Regions from separate parts of the Mus musculus genome. Here region 2 is linked to region 1. A link is a contact called in public HiChIP or PLAC-seq data. All regions are on one chromosome and are shown on one strand. The core of a region is the stretch at or near the end of the contact, and the rest is flanking DNA. Distances in the headings are between cores, read along the strand shown. Region 1 overlaps Arf2 (ADP-ribosylation factor 2). Region 2 overlaps Kansl1 (KAT8 regulatory NSL complex subunit 1).

Evidence for each region. HiChIP or PLAC-seq counts read pairs in DNA pulled down with a chosen protein or histone mark.
Region 2: an H3K4me3 HiChIP or PLAC-seq map of bone marrow-derived macrophages shows a contact between it and region 1, with 8 times the contacts expected there. The contact joins two enhancer-like sites. A contact is called at or near these places in 1 of 115 datasets of contacts at active chromatin or transcription factors (bone marrow-derived macrophages) and 1 of 9 other capture datasets (adipose tissue).

The regions. Positions count from the first base shown.
Region 1 is chr11:103,975,763-103,981,672 of GRCm38.p6, reverse strand. All of the region lies in intron 3 of Arf2 (ADP-ribosylation factor 2), which reads right to left. Among named protein-coding and RNA genes, the nearest start is that of Arf2, 12 kb to the right of the region's middle. Within about 2 kb of position 2,107, at least 53 of the 459 cell types and tissues checked have an H3K27ac peak or open chromatin away from gene starts, as enhancers often do. A contact at or near this core is called in bone marrow-derived macrophages, where this site is marked.
Region 2 is chr11:104,364,750-104,370,659 of GRCm38.p6, reverse strand. It overlaps Kansl1 (KAT8 regulatory NSL complex subunit 1), which reads left to right. Exons shown (of 15, transcript NM_001372459.1): 4 at 1,882-1,980. Among named protein-coding and RNA genes, the nearest start is that of Kansl1, 75 kb to the left of the region's middle. Within about 2 kb of position 3,584, at least 57 of the 459 cell types and tissues checked have an H3K27ac peak or open chromatin away from gene starts, as enhancers often do. A contact at or near this core is called in bone marrow-derived macrophages, where this site is marked.

The DNA of each region.
Region 1 (5,910 bases), core at 858-3,357:
ATTAGCACAAGGCCCTGGAGAGAGCAGCTCTTTATATATCCACACAGCTGCTCCCTGCTCACAGTGAGGCTGCACTGAGGCAAAAACAAGAAGATGGTGCAGGCTTATAACCCCAACACTCCAGAGGCTGAGGCAGAAGTATCACCTACAAGTTCAAAGTCAGGCTGAGCTATTAATACATTGTGAGACTCTGTTTCCTTTTTTTTTCCTTTTCTTTTTTCCCATCATTCTTTTTAGAAAGTCTATATAATCTCCAACCTAGGAAGCTTACTGTACACTCATCCCACCTATCTTGTTCAGAAGGATTACAGCCCTTCACCAGATTAACCAGAAAGAACAAAGAAAAGTTAGGATTAGTGATTAGTCACTACATTTCCATCTCAGAGGGGAAAGGGATTTTGGAAGAACACGGTGTATACAGTGACAGTGTTTAAGGATGATCCCTAAAACAGAGAGTGACCTGAAGGCTAGGAGTGGGTCTGCTGCCTTGGAAGTGGTCCCAGGAAAGCAGGTAGAAGGGCTTGAGGGAGGAAGCCTGAAGGAAAGACAGGCAACACAAAAATGAACAGTCAAGGTGGCAGCTCCCAGGCAAACAGTGCTGGATGCTACTGGACATTCCAAGTCATATGAAAGCTGTTTGTCCCCATGAGACAAAAAGGGAAATTGTTTGTCCTTCCATACATACCCAAGGCACCTGAAAGTTATAAAACCCTCAACATTTTTAGGTCACATTTGTGAGGATGTCAAGAGTCTATGGACACCCACAGTAAAGACTTTGGTTGTCCTTTTGTCAACAGAACTTTCAATGGGAGGGGAGTCTTTGATGGTGGGGAGCCCACCAGCTAGTTTATACTAATAAGACTGCCTCTGGGGAAGGAGGGAGGCTGGGGTTTAACTCACATGGTCAAACAATTCACTCCATGTGCCTCTATAATGAAGTCCCAATAAAACAATGCTTCGAGGAGCTCACACAGGCCTCCCTGGGGGCAGCACTGTTCACTATCTCACATTCATGTGCTAGCAGAAAAGGGTTGCTCCCTGAATTCTGGAACAGTGGACAATAGAAGCTGTGGCTGGCAGGCACCCTCTAGGGTCTTTCCTGTTCACTGCTGCATGTATGTCCTTTGCTGTAATAAAACTGTGATTTCAAGTAGAGTCTATCCTGAGTCTGTGCTTCATCCTCACAAGCTAGTAAACCAGCTAGTGGAGTGAAAGCTGCCGAATTATAACCACCCAGCAGGAAGTAAGGGTGGCTGGGGGACCCCACCCCGCTATAGCTGAGGACAAAAGTCATTGTGTCCTTCAAAATAAGAGTCTAAACTGTGCAAGGCAGCCCAGCTCAGAGTAGTGGGTGTCAGCCTTGCAGCTTCCACTGTATCAGCAGAGAAATCTCAGGAGGTCAAAAAGCCAGAGCAGGCTGAAGGAAGCACCACATTACAACTAAAGGAAGGGCTAAAACCTGTATAGACTTGCCTTATTGGTGGAGGAAGCAGTAAAGCAGGAAGAATCTACAGGGGTGGGCAGCGACTCAGTCAGTATTCCACAATGACAATAACAATAACAAGTTGATGTTTGGGTAAAAGCAAGGCCTTTGAGACAAAAATGTGACCCAGTTATCCAAAGAACTTCCTGGATCCTAGGTTGAACAACCAGTAGTGACAGCTACTCTATTTCTGGGATGTGAATGGAAACAAGCAGATTCTTCTGGACCTCAATCGGATCGTGGTGGGAATACTACAGGGCTGGACCCTAACACTCTTAAATTGTAGGCACTCTGGAGGTCTCAAAGTGTCAGCAGATTATCAGACGCCAGGTCAAGTGATTCAAATGGGGAAACTGCCTGGAAGAAAACACTTGGTCAGAGACTGATGGGTCTCTGCAGATATTAGAAGGGCCATCGACGGGGTCAAGGTACCTTCAAGAGCTCCATGAGGAAACAAGGCAGCAGAAAAACCCCACAGGAAGTCCACAGGACAGGACAGAGGCAGAGGGACTGAAGATACAGTAAGCTGCTGAGAGAACTGCGCTTGTGCCCAGCTCAGGGCACTTTTCATGGGGAGACTGCAGGAGGAGAGACTCTAGTAGAGAAGGAAGTAGGGTCAGATGACAGAGATTTCACAACTGTCCAAGGGAGAAAACTGGGCCTAGTCCTCTGCCCGTGCCTCTGTGTGTCCCAGGCCCTCCAGGCAGTCTACCCAGCAGACAAGAGCTCTCAAGGCTTCTGACATGCTTAGAATTTTCATGTAAGTCAAGGCTGTGTCTGATATATCACATCAGATTAAAAAGGGAAAATTCAAGTCCCTACCCACACAGGATTGGTATGCTACCTGAAGTTCTGGATTCCAATTCTGACTAAGTAGACCACTGATGTGGAAATTCAAGCAGAGCCTTAGCTGCCAATGCGAAACCCACAGAGCACAAGTGACTGTTCTCACTTTGCTAACACACGAAAAACGCCATGTCCTCTACTGTATACTCCCAAAAAGGTGACGCTGTTCGTGTGAATGAGACCCAAGCGGCCATGGGTGGGGTCCTCTGAGATCAAGAGCCAAACCAGGTGCTTTAAAATAGAGTATTTTAAATAAAATATTTTTCCTTAAGAATAAAATAGGGGGCTGGAGAAATGGCTCAATGGTTAAGAGCACCGGCTGTTCTTCCATAGGACCTGGGTTCAATTCCCAGCACCCACATGGAGGCTCACAACTGTCTGTAACTCTAGTTTTAAGGGATCTGACATCCTCATACAGACATATAAGTAGCCAAAACATCAATGCTAATAAAAAAATACATAAATCTTTAAAAAAATAAAAATAAAATAGAAGCTGTGTGTGGTGACACATGCCTTTAATCTCAGCACTCAAGAGACAGAGGCAGGTGGATCTCTGTTAGTTCGAGGTCAGCCTGGTCTACAAAGTGAGTACAGGACAGCCAGGGCTACACAGAGAAACTCTGTCTTGGAAAAAAAATAATAAATTAAATTTTATAGTAGGTCCTACTTTGTACTATTTTAATGCAGGTCTTTATCTAGGAAACCACCATCAGAATGACTACACTTACAAGAGAAAAGGCACACTGATACATGAGGAGTTTGTAGAGGAGCCATATATAGCTGGAGGACCATGAATTCCAGGCAAGCCTCACCTACATATCAAGAAGAGCACTTGCTTAGCATATGGAAGGGCCTAGGTTTGATCTCAGCCTTGCCCCTCACCCTGCAAGTAAGGGAAATATATGTATTATATTATATTATTTTATATGTATTATATCATGGAATATATCTTATGTATTATATTGTGATATATTGTATTATGCATATGTATAATGTATATATGTACTATATTATAAACAATTATATTTATCATATTAGCTACACTTGTAGAAAAAAGTATGTGTAAACAAAAGAAATAAATATGGTTGTGTGGGGGAGGTAAACTGAGAAATAAACCTGTTCTCTTTGTATCCCTTTCTCTTCTCTTTTCTTTTGAGAGATAAACTGCCACTCAGTAATTAAATGGATGGTGGTGGTGCACGCCTTAGTCCTAGCACTTGGGAGGCAAAGGCAGGTGTATTCCTGAGTTCAAGGCCAACCTAGTCTACAGATTTAGAGTTCCAGGACAGCCAGAGCTACACAAAAAGACCCTGTTTCAAACTGCCACCCTCCCACCAAAACTGAGCCCACAAATCAAAGAGAAAAATCCATGTCAGAACTAAAGAGCCATTTTATGTACTCTAGAGTTATCAGTTAGGAAATCAGAGAGTCTAGATTCTAGTCTAACAGGTAAGCCAGCATGGGGCTGACCTCCAGCACACTGGCAAAGCATTCTAGCCCCGAGCTCTGAGTTACATCCTCGGGGTAGAAAAAAAAAAAATTTTTTTTTAAAAACATCTTGCAAAGTTGACGAGGCTGGTCTTGAATTTATTCAGCAGCCCTGGCAGACTTTGAACTTGTGATTCTCCCTTGGCATTCTGAGTACTTCAGGCCTGTAGCACCAGGCCCAGCTTTTAATGTCTTAATGGAGAATTACAGACATTCATTAAGGTCTGTCATACTCAACAGACTGATGAAAAAAAATTAAATTAAAAGACAACCTGACAACAATACAGAGGCAGCATCCAAGACTCCTTGCAGATGAGAGAGACACTGGCCAGCCAGAGAGTGCCAGTCCACTGTTCACACAGCTTCCACTCGCTATTTCATAAAGAACCCAAACTACCACCCCTCAGTCTCAGAACACAGCTACTTTCTGCCATCAAAGCAACAGTTACAGAAACCTACAAAATCAGGCTTGTTACAAATAGAAGATTGAAGACAAAACCCACCTCAGCTTGATGCCTAAATGTGAAAACTGAATAGGGTGGAAAAGAAACGTGGCCAGAGAACAATGTCTGTCTGGATTTCTGAGTGCTTCTGCCTCAGCCACACAACTGAGAACTTTACAAGATTAATTTCATTTCAGCCCAGGATTTGGGAAGTAGGCTTTATCCTCGTCTTAAGATAAGGAAATGGTGGCAGAAGAAATGACTTAACTTTCCTAAGGTTTCTTAGCAGCTGTTGTTCAACCCAGCTGCTAAGCTGTTGTAGTTTATTACAGATAAAAAGGTGTAAAGTGGCCAACCTGCCTAACAACTCCACGACAAATACAAACTCTAGTGAGCACTAAAAAATGTATCCTATTTGCAATACACTAAATCACAATGTAAAAATCACCGTGGAAGTGATGTGGTTTCTCTGAAAATGAGACTCAAGTATTTTTCCTGGCTTCTTTGTATAGAATATCTTTCAGGAAATGGCTATTTAAAAGGACTGCAGGAGACAACTAGAGGAAGAGTGAGAAGGGGCTGGGGGAGCGGCTCCATGTGCTTGCTGGCTTAGCACGAATACGGCCCTGGGTTCAACCCTTAACACACAAGGAAAAACAGCAGCGTTCCAGGCCAGCTTGGATTAGGCAGGGCCCTCTCTTACATTTAACACAATTTAAAGAAAACACTATTCTGTGACTCCCGGCCCTTCTATCTTTACCACATGCACTAGGATCACGTGGTAAAAGCAGCCAGGGAAATTGGGCTGACAGCATCTGAGCACACAGGCATCAGAGTATGAAAACCCAGTGGCTGCCAGGAGCTCAAGGTGGGAGAGGGTCACTGTTTAAACGTGTGCTGGATTTCAGTTGTACAAGGTGATACAGCTTTTGACGATGGGCAAAAGTTTTGATGTATATCATTGTGAATGTATTTAAGCCTGTAAGCTTAAAAGTAGTTTATGTGAGGGCTGGAGAGATGGCTCAGCAGTTAAGAGCACTGACTGCTCTTCCGGAGGTCCTGAGTTCAATTCCCAGCAACCACATGGTGGCTCACAACTATCTGTAATGGGATCCGGTGCCCTCTTCTGGTGTGTCTGAAGACAGCAACAGTGGATTCACATACATTAAATAAATAAATAACTATTTAAAAAAAAAAAAAAAGGAGTTTATGTGTGTCTAGGGGCTCTGTGGCAGAGTGCTTACCTAGCATGCTTGAGGCCCTGGGTTTAATCCTGTAGCAGAAACAAAACAAGACAAACTTGGCTAACTCAGGTAGGGTGGCTGCAGTGGGAAGATCCGGAAGATGCTGAGTCTTAAGTGAGCCTGGACTACATTGAACAAGTGCATGTCATTATAAAAAGGGGAGAGGGGATGTTTTATTTTGCTTTTTAAGATTTATTTATTTATTTTATATATGTGAACATGCTGTCGCTGTCTTCAGACACACCACAAGAGGGCAATGGATCCCATTTCAGATGGTTGTGAGTCACCATGTGGTTGCTGGGAATTGAACTCAGGACTTCTGGAAGAGCAGTCAGTGCTCTTAACTACTGAGCCATCTCTCCAGCCTCAAAAGTTTTTGTTTGTTTGTTTGTTTGTTTGTTTTTGT
Region 2 (5,910 bases), core at 2,335-4,834, 390 kb before region 1:
TAGAACCAGCATAGTCTGTATTTCAAAGCCTTGTCTTGATTTGACCATTGATCTCTACTCCAAATACTTCAGTCTCATGAGAATTTCATTTGTTTGTTTTCTGAGTTGGGTCTCATATATCCCAAATTGTCCTTGAACTGGAACTCCTAATGATTTTGTCACTCCATCCAAGTTCCGACATTAACATCATGTCCAGTTTAGATGGAATATTTTCAGAAACAATGCACAAAAACTCTGCTCTTTACAAAAAGGCTTTACTTTTATGTAAATGACTACACTGTGTTGTCTTCAGACACACCAGAAGAGGGTGTCAAATCCCATTACAGATGGTTGTGAGCCACCATGTGGTTGCTGGGAATTGAACTCAGGACCTCTAGATGAGCAGTCAGTGCTCTTAACCTCTGAGCCATCTCTCCAGCAGGTTTTACTTTTAAATGGTAAGGTTTAGGAGGTCAATTTTATGCTTACTGAATTAAGGAGGAAAACATTGTCAAGATTTTGGTTTTTGAGACAGTTGTATTACGGGCCAGAAAAGTGACCTTGAATCTGTGGCCTTCCTCTATCCTCATCTTCCTCAATGCTGTGATGTTGAGTATGAGGCACCAAATTCAGATTGAGGTTTTTTTTTTTTTTTTTTTAATGGAGAAACTTTAAAGTATGCTACTTTTTATTAAATTTAAAAACTATTGTTTATACATACACTTATGATAATGTTTTCAAATACCTGTTTTTGTGGCTTCATAATGGACTTTTTCATGTACTAGAGATTGAATTTAGAGACCCTCACACTAAGCACAGACTAACTACACCACTGAACTATATCCTTAATGTACTGAGCATGAGATTTTTGAACTAATAAAAATTGTTAGTATCAACGTAGTGTGGAATCCCATTTCTCCAGAGGTAAATGTTTCTCCCATGTGAATTACTGACCTTTCTTTTTCTCTTAGGAGTCTTTACTTTTTATCTAGTGTGTCCCTAGTCCCATTCTAGTATATTCAGATACCTCTATTGCAGGGAGAATACATGGGGACTTTTTTTCCCTTAGGATTCATTCATTCATTCATGTATGTGAGTATACTGTTACTCTCTTCAGATACACCAAAAGCAGGAATTGAACTCAGGACATCTGCAAAAGTTACCAGTGCTCTTAATAGCTGAGACATCTCTCCATCCCAGTTTGGTAATTGTTTATACACATATAACTGAAACCCTCCCATTAATGGTATTAATCTAATAAAGTGGAGTTTATACTGTATCAGTTACAATAAAATATCCTAAAGTGAAAAAAAGTGGATAGAGTGTCCAAATCTGTCTTTCAAATTTACATTTAATAATGAGTGTTTACACCCATGCTGCAGAGAAAACTTGTAGGCAAATAGACAACGCATGGATTCAGCTTTCCCCCTTCACTGTGTATATTATGGGCATAGCAGCAAGCTACTCTACTTCCTGAGCCATCCCTCTGGCTCAGTTTTGAATCCTAACATCTTACTGAAATTGTGCTACACTCCTCAGCTTTTTGTTGAAGCCTTTTGACAGGGTTAGAATCCAGGACCTTGACTGGGTGATGGTGGTCACCTTTAAACCCTCAAGGAGGTGGTAGGGAGAAGCAGGTGGATATCTGAGTTTGAAGACAGCCAGGGCTACACAGAGAAACCCTGTCTTGAAAAACAAAACAAATAAGTGAAAAAGAATCCAGGGCCTTGCCCAGATGAGTACAAGTGCTGTAGTGTTGCTGCTTTTCAGGCTTTTTTTAAGCCATAGAATAAGGGAAAGGCCTCTGGTTAGCAAAACTCTGAGCCCCAACCAATTTGAGATTAATTCTTAAACTTGGTAGTTTATACCACTCACACTGTTTTTCTACTCTTTGTCCTACAGGGGTTGATAGTCCTTGGGGAGGCACCTTTCCCAGATCATACAACAGACTTACTTTCACTTAGTTCTGAGGTGAAGACAGATCATGGGAGAGATAAATTGGTAAGTATAAAAGATAGAAAAGGGGGAAAGAAAAAAGATAGCTCTTAATAGGTCAAGAAACTGCAGCCACATAAAAAGTTACAGAGTAGTGGTTGAATCAGGGCACATAGGTGTAACACACTCATACAGTTTTAGTAGGATAACTTTTCTGGACCAATATAATGGGTGGGGGGACAGGCTCTTAAACAAGTTGAAGCAAAGGGACAGCCACATTTTACATAAGACAAAGAGAGAGAGAATAAAGTTGTGAGACAGAGGGCTTGTCTGTTATGTGCAAAGCTCTGGTTCAATTCTTAGCACTGCATAAGCCAGGTGTGGTGTAGTGCTCACCTGTAATCCTAGAGCTTAGGAGGAGTATCCGAATATTGGTCATGGTTTGCTACCTAGTAAGCTTGAATCAAGGTTAGAAAATATGGAGCCCTGTCTCAAATATATAAAAACAAAATCAAAACATTAAAAGTTGAATTAGGAGTACTTAGTCCTCAGTGGGACATCATCTGTGTTGCACCCCACCCCAAAGGCTCAGAAAAACAGACTCTTAGGGAAGAAAGGTATAAAGGTTATAAGAGCCAGAGATGGTGGGTAGCAACTAGGAAACCAGTCTTCCAATCACAGCAGGGCAGCTGCACTTGTAAACTTAAAATGGTTATGACAGCATACACAAGATGTGTACAAACTCTACCCAGACAAAAATACCATCATAGAAGGGGAAGTTGTACAGAGAAACCCTGTCTCGAAAAAAAAATCCAAACCAAAAAAAAAAAAAAGAAGAAGGGGAAGTTGTGCACAAAATCCTACCCCTAATACCCCAGGAGCTTCTGCCGACTAATAGCCGAGAGGGGTTTGTTTTTTCCAGTGGAAGGCCACATGTACAAGAATATATAGGCAGCACAATTAGACTTTGGGGGGGAAGGGTTTTGAGACATGATCTATCTTATATAGTCCTGGCTATCCTAGAACTCGCTATGTAATCCATGATGGCCTTTAACACAGAGAGATCCTCCCTACTTGTGCCTCCCAGGGTGCTTGGATTAAAGGCATGCATCAGAAGGCATGACCAGGCCTTTTTTTTTTTTTTTTTTTAAATAGGGACACAAAGTTAGATGAGGCGGGTAGGGAGGAGATGAAATGAGTGAGTGTGTGTGTAAGTATCAAAACATATTGTACAAAAAATTCTCAACAAATAAAAAAACCAAAGGGAAAATTTTTGGATCAGAGATTTTTACCATAGAAATACCATAAATGCTTTTATGAATGATTTTTATTTCATAATGAGAATAAAAGTATCTTAATAATCTTCGATTTATACTTCTAGCTCAGATCTTTTCTTTATCTTTTTTCCTTTCTTTGCACAATTTCATTCTGGAGTACTCATTTTTCTCAATTTTTCCTTTAAAAAATACTGGCTTTTTTTTTTTTTTTTTTTTTTTTTGGCTATGCTTCCAGCACTCAAGGGAGAAGCAGGCAGAACTCTGATGCTGAGCTAGAGCTATTCAAAGAAGCTCTTTCAAAAAACCAGAGAGAGAAAGACATAAAGCTGAGTGTGTCATAGCACATGCCTGTAATAACATCACATGCTAAGTTGCAGCAGCAGATCAGGAGTTCAGCATCAGTCTGACTAGATAGTCAATCTAGCCAGAGAGCTTGCTCTGGGGCTCCCTTGCCTCTGCTCCCCTAGCTCTGGGATTATAGGACTGCCACTCTAGCCCATGATTTATGTAAGCACTGGGGATCTAAACTAAAGTCTTCATTCTTGCCTGACAAGTGTTTTACACACTGAACCTACTATGTGCACAGCTCTTGATTTGGTTACTCATTCCAGGATTACCATTAATCTTATTTTATATAGGTTTAGATTCAGTTGATTGAATTACCTCGTTATGGCATTGGGAACTCCCTCAGATTGGCTCCTGTGGCATTTTTACTTGTTTACTTATTTATCTTAGTTTTTGTTTTGTTTTATTTTGAGGTAGTGGTAGTTGGTTTGCCTATTTCTTTGGTAGAGTTTTGTTTTGTTTTGATATGAAGTCTCTCTCTACACTGCACTGGCTATTTTAGAACTAACTGTGTAGATGGGCTGGCCTTTGGAAAACAGTGTCGAGAGACCAAGATCTGGGGCCACGTGCACTGGTTATAGTCATTGCTGACTGGATTATGGTTATAAGATTTTCCAATAGGCACTCAGGAGGCAAAGGCAGGCGGATTTCTGAGTTCGAGGACAGCCAGGGCTACACAGAGAAACCCTGTCTCGAAGCCCCACCCCCACCCACCCACCCCCGGAAAAAAAAAAAAAGGATTTCCCAATAGATGTAGCCAGGAAACCCAACTGCTGTTGTTCATACATCTTTACTACATCTATTTTTATTTTATTGTTTGCTCATTTGTATGTTTTAAAAATTATGAGTTGGAACAACCAAGCAATACTAGAAAAGGCTTTGGAAAAATGAAGAGTTTGAGACTAGGACCTAGAGAGAGATAGCTCAGTTGTTAAGAGCACGTGTTGGGCTTGCAGAAGACTTTCATTCAGTTCTCAGCACCCACATCATGAGTCACACATAAACACATGCAGGCAAAATACTCATACACATAAAATAGTCTAAAGATGAAAAACAGTAAGATTAACAGATGATCATAATAGTTTTCACTTTGTTGTTGATAGTTACCTGTCTGTTTTTGTTTGATACTTGGTATTGCTTTCCAAAGCTGACCTCCAGCTCAAAGGAGTCCTCCTAACTCTACCTTCTGAGTGCTGTAGCTAGAAAGATGTGTGCCACCACATTTAGCTGTAATTATGTATTCAATGGAATACCTATGAAAAGAGAGTTTTATGATTACCAGATCATATGAGAAACAAATTTACTAACCTAGAATACAATGTTCATGTACAGAATAGAATGTTAATGCTATTGTATAGTCTAAACTGCTTTCTGAAATTTTAGGGTCCCCCCCCCCTTGTGGGTTTGTTGGTTTGCCTATTTCTTTGGTGGGGTTTTGTTTTGTTTTGATACAAAGTCTCTTTACACTGCATTGGCTGTTTTAGAACTCACTGTGTAGATAGGCTGGCCTAGAACTCTCAAAGATCTGCCTGCCTCTGTCTCATAGTACTGGGATTAAAGGCATGTGCCACCATACATTGCCTTCCTTATGTCCTTTTTGGTAGTTGATGTTTTTTTGTGATAGAGTTGTGTTTGTTTTTAAATATTGTATTCCACTTACCAAATCACCCACAAAATGGTTGAGGGGTCTTTTGGGGAATCTAGGGGTTAGGAGACAATAATAAGCTCTAAAAGATAGACTCAATTTTTCTCTTTCTTTTTAGCTGCTTTCCCATCTATCTTTACTTTTGGGTTATCTTTTTCTTTTCTTTTCTTTTTTTGTACACAAATAGGTATTTGTACACTTTTGTTGTTGGTATGTGTATGTTTGTTGTTATTTTGAGATGAGATCTCATATAGCCTAGAAACTCAGTTGTAGATTCATAAGCATCCTCTACTACCACACATTTTGTCTCTAAAAACAAAATAAATTCCTCCTTGTATAAATATTGTTTAAATGACTATTTAGTCCTAAATTCAAATTGAGGATTTTGTTTAGTAAAAACATTTCTTTTTTGAGTATTGGTAAATAATGTCATTAAAGTATTATATATTAGCCGGGCGTGGTGGCACACGCCTTTAATCCCAGCACTCGGGAGGCAGGCAGATTTCTGAGTTGGAGGCCAGCCTGGTCTACAGAGTGAGTTCCAGTACAGCCAGGGCTATAAAGAGAAACCCTGTCTCGAAAAAAAAAAAAAAAAAAAAAAAAAACAAAAAACAACAACAAAAAAAAAGTATTCTATATTTATCATCTTTTCCCTTTCTATACTCATGCTACTTTAAAGAAGTGATATAAAGAACAACTGAACTACTAAGTATTAATTTTCTTTCTCAG